Linked DNA regions of Mus musculus: all the other regions are linked to region 1. A link is a contact called in public Hi-C and HiChIP or PLAC-seq data. All regions are on one chromosome and are shown on one strand. The core of a region is the stretch at or near the end of the contact, and the rest is flanking DNA. Distances in the headings are between cores, read along the strand shown.

Region 1 (3,124 bases), core at 227-2,726:
TCTGTGTGATGAGTGACTCACTTTGGGAGTACCCACCCATCTCTGCTCTTCTTTCCACTTCACTTCTGTGGCTGCTATTTGAAAAGATCTACAGAATCATGAAATGGGTAAATTTAATCTTTCCTCCACACTACTGATCAGGGATGAAACCTCACATCACCAGTGTGTGCTCTCTGGCATGAGAATCATCTTTCTTCCAGTGTCCACACTGCACAGGCCTGGGGAACTCTGGGGCCAACTCAATTATCAGAACCCATGTCCCACACAGCTGTGACATTCATGTCCCTCACCTCATCAGCTCATACGTGTGAGTGAAGGTCAGGGAGGGAGGGAGAGGGTCAGAAATTACATAGCTTCTACCATACTATCATATTTATTCTGTGTTATAGTTGGTGACAGTTCCTCTCCTACTGTGATTGAGTCACTAAAGCAACTGCACCTTGGAAGTGCAGAAATAGAGAAGTGCAGTGGAGACAGCGATCAGTGCCCTGCTGTCTGTGGTCTGCACAGGGGTCTCTCTTCAGTGGACAAGGGGATCTCCTGTGCTGAGTCCCAGGTCTACACAGACAAACTCAGAAGGAAGATCTTTGTTTTAAAAAACAAAAACAAAACAAAGATTCCGGGCGTGGTGGCACATGCCTTTAATCCCAGCACTTGGGAGGCAGAGGCAGGTGGATTTCTGAGTTCGAGGCCAGCCTGGAGTACAAAGTGAGTTCCAGGACAGCCAGTGCTATACAGAAAAACCCTATCTCTAAAAAAAAAAAAAAAAAAACCAAAGAAGAAACAAACAAACAAACAAACAAACAAAAACCCTGCAGCCACAGCTCTTCAACTAGGAGGTAACACAAGGAATCTGTGAGAAGACAGATCCTGAGGAGAGAGGCGAAGTCTACACTTAACTGATGAGAGTCCTGCACTCAGGCTTGGAAGTGTGAGCCGCCCATTGCAGGTGAACAGAGCCTGGTCTCTATGGAGTCCATGTGGGGCTTTGCAGACCAGCGCCTCTGCTTTAAGGAGAAGCCTATCTTCACTGCATCCCCAAGTGCTTGTGTCTCCATTGTATTCCCAGAAGTGGCATTTCTTCTAGAAGACTCCAAGGTCTGACTTCTGAAGAGAAGAAGGAAGAGGAAGAGTGGAGGATAGGGCACAGAGAGTATGGCCTGCGGGTCTCTCCTGGTGTCCTGACAGCTTCTGGATCAGAACTCGGAGACACCATGACAAACAGCTCTCTGTCCCCGGCACAGGGTTCAGGCAAAGTCTTAATCTCCAGGCTGTGAGGTCAAGGGTGGGGAAGCCCATGGCTGGGGATTCCCCATCTCCCCAGTTTCACTTCTGCTCCTAACCTGGGTCAGTTCATTCTGCCAGGACACTGATGACCTGTAACAGTTCTCACCCCTATTGGGTGAGGTGATCACCGGGAACCAATCAGCGTCGGCGCGGGAGCGGGTTGTAAAGTCCACGCTGCCCACAGGAGTCAGTCGACCTGAATCCCCGAGAGGAGCAATGGCTCTAACAACGCTGCTCTTGCTGGTGGCGGCCGCCCTGACCCTGATCGAGACCCGCGCGGGTGAGTGCGGGGTCGGGAGGGAAACAGCCCCTGTGCCGCGTCCCCGCGTCGCCCACCGGACCTCCGCCCCTTCTCCACCCGAGCCCCGAGCCCTGCTCCACTCCCGGCCCGCGTACCCGACCGGGGTCCCGGGAGGAGGTCGGGGTCTCACCGCGCGCCGCCCCCAGGCCCACACTCGCTGCGGTATTTCCACACTGCTGTGTCCTGGCCCGGCCTCGTGGAGCCCCGGTTCATTATCGTCGGCTACGTGGACAACAAGCAGTTCGTGCGCTTCGACAGCGACGCGGAAAATCCGAGGATGGAGCCGCGGGCGCGGTGGATGGAGCAGGAGGGGCCGGAGTATTGGGAGCGGGAGACACAGAAAGCCAAGGGCCATGAGGAGAGTTTCCGAGTGAGCCTGAGGACCGCACAGAGATACTACAACCAGAGCAAGGGCGGTGAGTGACCCCGGGTCGGAGGTCACGACCCCTCCACGTCCCGAAACAGAGGCCGGTGAGGTCCCGGGTCCAAAGTCCGAGTTTCAGGAGCAGAACTGACCCAGGACCGGATTCCCTTTCAGTTTGGAGGAGTCCGCGGTGGGGGGTGGGGGGGGGGGTGGGCGGAGGAGGGACTGACCACTGGGTCCCGCAGGCTCTCACACACTCCAGTGGATGTATGGCTGTGACGTGGGGTCCGACGAGCGCCTCCTCCGCGGGTACCTGCAGTTCGCCTATGAAGGCCGCGATTACATCGCCCTGAACGAAGACCTGAAAACCTGGACGGCGGCGGACATGGCTGCACAGATCACCCTACACAAGTGGGAGCAGGCTGGTATTGCAGAGAGAGACCGGGCCTACCTGGAGGGCGCTTGCGTGCAGTCGCTCCGCAGATACCTGCAGCTCCGGAAGGAGACGCTGCTGTGCACAGGTGCAGGGGCCGCGGGCAGCTCCTCCCTCTGCCCTCGGGCTGGGGCTCAGTCCTGGGGAAGAAGAAACCCTCAGCTGGGTGATGCCCCTGTCTCACAGGGGAGAGAGTGACCCTGGGTCTCCTGATCCCTCATCACAGTGACTGCACTGACTCTCCCAGGGCTCAGCCTTCTCCCTGGACAGTGCCCAGGCTGTCTCAGGAGGGAAGGAGAGAATTTCCCTGAGGTAACAACAGCTGCTCCCTTCAGTTGCCCTGTAGCCTCTGTCAGCCATGGCCTCTCCCAGGCCGGGTTCTCAGCCCACACCCACTGTCTGTAGACACTGACTCCTGTCCTGCTGAGTGTGTCAGCCCTTACACCTCATGACCTGAAGTCTCCTTTACCCGATGGGAGACATGGACTATCCTACACTAGGCTGGTTCCCCCAGTTTCTAGAACTTTCCAAAGAATACAGTCTACCAGATCCTTCCCTGTCTGTGGGGTTTGCATCCTTAGACACCCAATTCTATCTATTCCTGCAATGGTGAATAGTTACATGAGCCATTATGGGTTACCCTAAACAAATACTTTTCTTGTGTTTTTCCCCTCTCGTTTTCTTTTTATATACTTTTTTTTAAAGGGTATTATGTTGCTTATAATCGGTTTTTCTTTGG
Region 2 (2,981 bases), core at 469-2,968, 370 kb before region 1:
GAGCCCAGGACTAACCACAACCCTAGCCTGTGTTTGTCTCTGCCTCTGTATATATTCAGTTTTAATCACACGTGAGTGCAGGTGCCTTTGGAGTGCAGAAGGCGGTGGTAGATCCCCTGGAACTGGAGCTGCCCACTGAGGGCGCTGGAAACCAAACATCTACAGCAGGTGTTCACCACTGAGCCATTTCTTAGCCTGTCTCTCTCTTTATCTGTTTCTTGAGACAGGGTCTTTCTATTTAGTTTTAGTGACCATGGAACTTGCTAGTGAGTTCTAGGACTGCCAGGTTTACACAGAGAAACCCCATCTTGTGATGTGTGTGTGGGGGGGGAGGGGGTAGTGAGGATGGGGATGGAAGGGAAAGAATCGGTGAGAAGTCTCTAGAGGGGCTGGCTCAGGGGTTAAGAGCACTGACTGCTCTTCTTGAGGACCATGTTCAGTTGCCAGCACCCACATGGCACCTAACAGCATCTGTAACTCAGACCAGAGGATCTGATGCACAGTCATACAAATAAACAAACGCCCATCCTCATAAAATAAAAATAAGTCTAGCCAGCATGGTGGTGCACGCCTTTAATCCCAGCCCTTAGGAGGTAGAGATGGGTGCATTCCAGAGTTTGAGACCAGCCTGGTCTACAGAGCAAGTTCCAGGACAGCCAGGGCTACACAGAGAAACCCTGTCTTGAAAAGCCTAAATAAATAACATCTAAAAGTACAATTTTTAAAGACTCTAGGCACAGGGTACATGTCTGTAATACCATTCCAGAGATCATCCAGCCTGCGTGACACAGAGAGACCCTATCTCAAAAGAACGGCAGCAAAAAAGCTTGTAAGAATCGAAGTTCATTGGTCTGGCATCCTGGACAGGGCTCGGTTTTTTGTTTGTTTTGTTTTGTTTTTTGTTTTTGTTTTTTACCTGGCAGACCCTAAAGGAAGAGAAAGTTCAACAGCTTCAAAGCAAAGCAAGCATGCCTTCCCTGGGGCTAACACACTGACCTCTCTCTAACCTTTAGGTGGTGTGCAAAAAGTACAGAGGCTTCACCATCCCAGAGGCATTCCGTGGAGTGCATCGGTACTTGAGCAACGCTTATGCCCGGGAAGAATTTGCCTCCACCTGTCCAGATGATGAAGAGATAGAGCTAGCCTATGAGCAAGTGGCCAGGGCTCTCAAATGAGCACTTTTTAAAGGGTCCTTCACCCACTCTGTGCTCTCCACAGAGGCTTCGGGGGGCTTCCACGTTGCTGCATAATGGACACACTCCGAAATTGCCAGTGGGCAGGAAATCCGGGGCACTTGTGGGGTGGGGCTGTGGGATAAGGCAAAGGATAGTGGACAAGGGTAAGATTTTTATTTTGGGATGGGGTGGGTAGGACAACGCATTTCAGTAATAAAATACAGAATGGAAAAAAATCTAGTGTTGTTTTTACACAAAGACGGCTTAAAGTGTAGTGGGCTCCAAATGAAGAGAAGGGTCAGTGATCTTTTAAGCTCAGTGTAACTGCTGGGAATTTGGGAGGGGAGTGTTTGTACAGGGGCTGCCATGTTTTGTATCTGTCCATAAGAGGGCTGTTTCGTGGTCCACATCGCGATTGTAACCCCACAGCCAGGGCTAGCAGGATCAGGGTGGGCCTGGACACTGCTCTGGGGGCGGTGCCTGAGTTCAGGGAAGGGGGGCACTCAGCCCTGGAGGAATGGGCGCGGCCTAGCAGGGCGGAATGGGCGTGGTCTTAGAAGGTCCCGCCCCGTCCCGCTTAGACAATGCCCCGGAGCCGCCAGACCATCGCGCCCCCGCCCCATCGTCGTACGTGAGCTCGCCTACCCTGGGAACCCCTCAAAAGCCCGAGCTATCCGTCTCTCCAGCTTGAGGACTCAGACTCCCATCTTCATTAACTCTCTCCTCTGGGGGTGGGGCCAAGGCTGAAATCACAAGGCTGCAGGAGTGGAGGTGGCCGCTGGTGAGTCTGAAGAGGGGGCTGTCTCCGAAACGGTATGGGGAGACTGGAGTTTGGGGGTGCTGCATACGTCCCTGCACCGGACGGAGTGTGCGAATAACCTGCACTTGGGCGAAGAGCTGGGCGGGGTAGACTTTAGAAGATGGACAGGGGTACGGAGTTCTGAAGCCTGGAGTGGCTCCACGCCGCGCCCCTCCCCCGTTTCTCCGCCCTCCAGATTTCGTTTAAGACCTCTCCCAGTCCTCCGGGACTAAGTCTGGTTTGTACTGGGTCGCTCGAAGGGCAGCGTGACGACCCGGGGTGGAGAGAGAGGATGCTTAACTCCTTAGATTCTAGTTCCTCGGGTTTGCGCCCGTTTCCCTTTCTCCTTCGAGCATACGGGACTTCACACCCCAGGTCCTGATTCACCACCCAGTTTTCTTTTCCAGTCCTATAACCTCTGCGGGTCCCTGGCAGGACTTTGGGTCCCTCCTGCTGCGAGCAGCTGAGGGTTAAGGGGGCGGGGCCGCCGCATTTTTGGGGAGTGAGCGCATCCTAGCGGCTGCCAGGAGGGGCGCGGGGCAGGGACCTAGCGGAGCCCCGAGCAGGGGCAACAGGTGTTTGGGAGATTAAGGATCCAAGTCTTGTTCCCTTGGGCGCCTCTTAAAGCAGATCCCCGGTGAAAGGAGGCTGAGCGGGGTCCACAGAGCCAGAAGGTTTGGAGGGGGTGGGGCAGAGTGGGAGGGGCGCCTGGAGATGGCAGGAGGAAGACCTAGGAGCTTTTAACACTCACCCCTTCTCTTCTTTGCATGTCTTTCTCTTCTACCCCCACCCCTTTCTGTTTCTTCTCTTAGACCAGTGAAGTCAAGAGAAAAAACAAAACAGCTTGGCTGGAAGGGGCTTCGGTGTGGATGTGATGGGGACGCCGGGGGAGGGGCTGGGTCGTTGTTCCCATGCCCTGATCCGGGGTGTCCCCGAGAGCTTGGCATCCGGGGAAGGTGCTGGCGCTGGTCTTCCGGCTCTGGACCTGGCTAAAGCTCAAAGGGAGC
Region 3 (2,983 bases), core at 64-2,563, 450 kb after region 1:
TCTCAGAGGAGAAGGGGAATAGGGGGAGAAACTCTTTCAGGGGGGACCAGGAGGGGGCAGCTTTGAGGATGTAAGTAATTAAGTGCGTAAGTAAATAAATAAATAAATAAGAGTTCAAAGTTATCTTTAGCTATGTAGTACATACAAGGCCAGCTAATTGTACATGAGTCCCGTGTTTTTTTGTTTTTTGTTTTTGTTTTTTAAATGGTGAACTGGAGAGCTGGCTTCTCAATTAAGAACACTTAGGTTTAACTCCCAGCACTCACGTGATGTCTCAAAAACACCCCTAACTACATTTTCAGGAGATCCAATGCCCTCCTCCAGATTCTGAGTGGTATACATACTTGCAAGTAAAATGCCTACACACACACACACACACACACACACACACACACACACACACCCAATAGAGGGGCTGGAGAGATGATTCAGTGGTTAAGAGCACTTGCTGCTCTCAGAAGACTGGTGTTTGGTTCCCAGCACCTATATCAGGCAGGTCCCAACCACCAGTAACTCCAAGTTCAGAGAGACACAATATCTCTGACCTAAAAGGGCACACACACACACACACACACACACACCACACACACACACACACATACTGTGCAGATAAATTCATGCAGGCAAACCCACATGCACATTAAATAAATAAATATTAAAATCTTATGATACCCAAACTCCCACCTAAATGTATTTATTATGTACCTTTAGTTTTTGTTGTTTTAATTTTTAATATTTTAAGTTAGGCCGGGCGTGGTGGTGCACGCCTTTAATCCCAGCACTCGGGAGGCAGAGGCAGGCAGATTTCCGAGTTCGAGGCCAGCCTGGTCTACAAAGTGAGTTCCAAGACAGAGAAACCCTGTCTCGAAAAACCAAAAAAAAAAAATTTATTTTTAAAAAAATTAGGTGTATGTGTGTTTGTGTATGAGCACGTGCACACAAGTGCAGGTGTCAGAAGAGACCAGAGGTGGTAGATCCTCCTGGATCTGGAGATATACGTGGTTGTTGGTGAGGGATGTGGGTGCACCGAATCGAACTCGACTTCGCTGAGCCGTCTCTCCAGCCCTTTGTTATATATCTTGTTTTCCTAACCCTGATTTGTACGTCTTTTATTTATCCCAGCTGTGGGAACTAGTTAGTCATCACTGACAGCTTGTATTGATAGAGAACTGCACCCGCGCACAGATCATTAGGGGGCGACGGAGAGCTTGGACGAGGCTGTGCATGAAAGCCTCTTGCACTTAGCGTCGGGAAAGAGGCTGCGCGATTTGAACCCGCCCAGCCACCGTCGATCCCTGGCCGGAAGAGCGCGACTCTTTCCGGGTTTCGCGGTCTGTGGAATTGGAGTCTCTACGGCAGCCGGAGCGAGGCGGTAGTACCGCAGGCTCTGTCCCCGCCGCAGTCCTGGCCGTTCCGCGGTTGCGCGCCCGGAGCAGGACGCGTCGCCATGGCGACGCCGGCGGGGCTGGAGCGGTGGGTGCAGGAGGAGCTGCACTCGGTGCTGGGGCTGAGCGAGCGGCACGTCGCGCAGTTCCTGATCGGCACCGCACAGCGCTGCGCCTCCGCCGAGGAGTTCGTGCAGCGCCTGCGGGACACCGACACCCTGGACCTCGGGGGGCCGGCGCGGGACTTCGCCCTGAAGCTCTGGAGCAAGGTGTGTGCCGCCGGGGCAGGCCACTCACAGCCGAATTGGCTCGTACGCAGTGTGGCTGTCTATTCTGTGATAGCCTGCAACTTTCAATATAGTACACAGGCTGGCTTAGAACTTGCAGCGAGCCTCCCTGGTAGTGGGGTGACAGAGAGACCTTTCATTCTTGGTTCCGCCCACCATTTAATTTTTTTCCTCTGTTATCTAGATATCATGCTAGGTGTTGGGTGTATACAGGTCTGTGGAGAAGACTCGAGATGGGGCTCTACATACATGTTTAAGCTAGAGCCATTGTTAGTTACAGCACATACCCCAGGCCTAAGGATGTAGCTCAGTTGGTAGAATGTTTGTCTAGCATACAGTAAGCCTTGGATTCAATCCCCAGCCCTGGGAAAGAGTCACTGAGAACAGAGCTAGGAGAATTAGCATTTAGGAAATAGGATCGAGGCTGGGGAGGGATGGCTTAGCAGTTAAGACCCCTTGTGCATCTGGAAGACTTGAGTTCAGTTCTCAGCAACCAGGCCTAGTGGCACACAACCATCTGTAATTCCAGCTCCAAGGAGATCGGAGGGCTTCTGGCCTTTGCCAGGTACCCCATACACATAAATAAATGAAAAATAAATCATGAAAAGAAAATGGGTTTTAGAACATAAACTACTTAAGCTCAGAACCAATACTTTAAAAAAAAAATTCTATCGTGGGGCAAGAAGAGATGGCTCAGGGATTAAGACCACTTGCTGTTCCTCTAGAGGAACCAGGTTCAATTTCTAGAACCCACGTGGCAACTCACAACTGTAACTCCAGTTCTATGAGATTCAGCACCCTCACACACAGCTCACGTTGCAGGCAGAACACCAGTGCACATAAAAATAAAAGTAAGTCATTAAAGTTAGGAAGAAGTTTTAGTTCGTGCATATGCCCGTGTGAGGCTGTGAGCGTACAACCTGTGAGAGCTGGTTCTTTGCCTCCACCACGGGATGGCTTTCAGTAATCATTTGCTCAGTGGATTCCTAGAAGGACGTTCAGAAGCTGCGGAGCCCTGTTGAGCTATGACCGTAGAACAAGACCACGAAGAAGAGAAAGATGGAGACAGGCTTTAGATATAGTAACCGGTTCGTAGGCAAATGAGGGTACTGAGGTCAGGAGCTGTCATATCTACCGGCAGGTGCCACGGAAGGCTGTGGTGGAAAAGCCAGCTCGGGCAGCTGAGCGAGAGGCCCGAGCCCTGCTAGAGAAAAACCGTTCTTATAAGTTGTTGGAAGACAGCGAGAGCGGCGAGGAGGCAGTGGGTAGTAACGGGAGCAGCCTCCAGAAGAAGCGGAAGAGACGGAAACA

The links. Hi-C and Micro-C count contacts between places; a contact is called where the count stands out from the background. HiChIP or PLAC-seq counts read pairs in DNA pulled down with a chosen protein or histone mark.
Region 2: a Hi-C map of B cells shows a contact between it and region 1, with 5 read pairs. The contact joins the promoter of Ddah2 here to the promoter of H2-Q6 in region 1. A contact is called at or near these places in 1 of 484 Hi-C or Micro-C datasets (B cells) and 1 of 115 datasets of contacts at active chromatin or transcription factors (memory CD8 T cells).
Region 3: an H3K27ac HiChIP or PLAC-seq map of microglia shows a contact between it and region 1, with 7 times the contacts expected there. The contact joins the promoter of Dhx16 here to the promoter of H2-Q6 in region 1. A contact is called at or near these places in 1 of 484 Hi-C or Micro-C datasets (B cells), 1 of 115 datasets of contacts at active chromatin or transcription factors (microglia) and 1 of 9 other capture datasets (adipose tissue).

What each region holds. Positions count from the first base shown.
Region 1 is chr17:35,423,374-35,426,497 of GRCm38.p6, forward strand. It overlaps H2-Q6 (histocompatibility 2, Q region locus 6), which reads left to right and starts at 1,477. Exons shown (of 7, transcript NM_207648.2): 1 at 1,477-1,567; 2 at 1,735-2,004; 3 at 2,198-2,473. The coding sequence starts at 1,504.
Region 2 is chr17:35,057,317-35,060,297 of GRCm38.p6, forward strand. Ddah2 (dimethylarginine dimethylaminohydrolase 2) reads left to right here and starts at 1,719. Exons shown (of 7, transcript NM_001190449.1): 1 at 1,719-1,956; 2 at 2,787-2,981. The coding sequence starts at 2,849. It overlaps Clic1 (chloride intracellular channel 1), which reads left to right. Exons shown (of 6, transcript NM_033444.2): 6 at 1,014-1,403. The coding sequence ends at 1,175.
Region 3 is chr17:35,878,465-35,881,447 of GRCm38.p6, forward strand. It overlaps Dhx16 (DEAH (Asp-Glu-Ala-His) box polypeptide 16), which reads left to right and starts at 1,314. Exons shown (of 20, transcript NM_026987.2): 1 at 1,314-1,654; 2 at 2,814-2,983. The coding sequence starts at 1,448.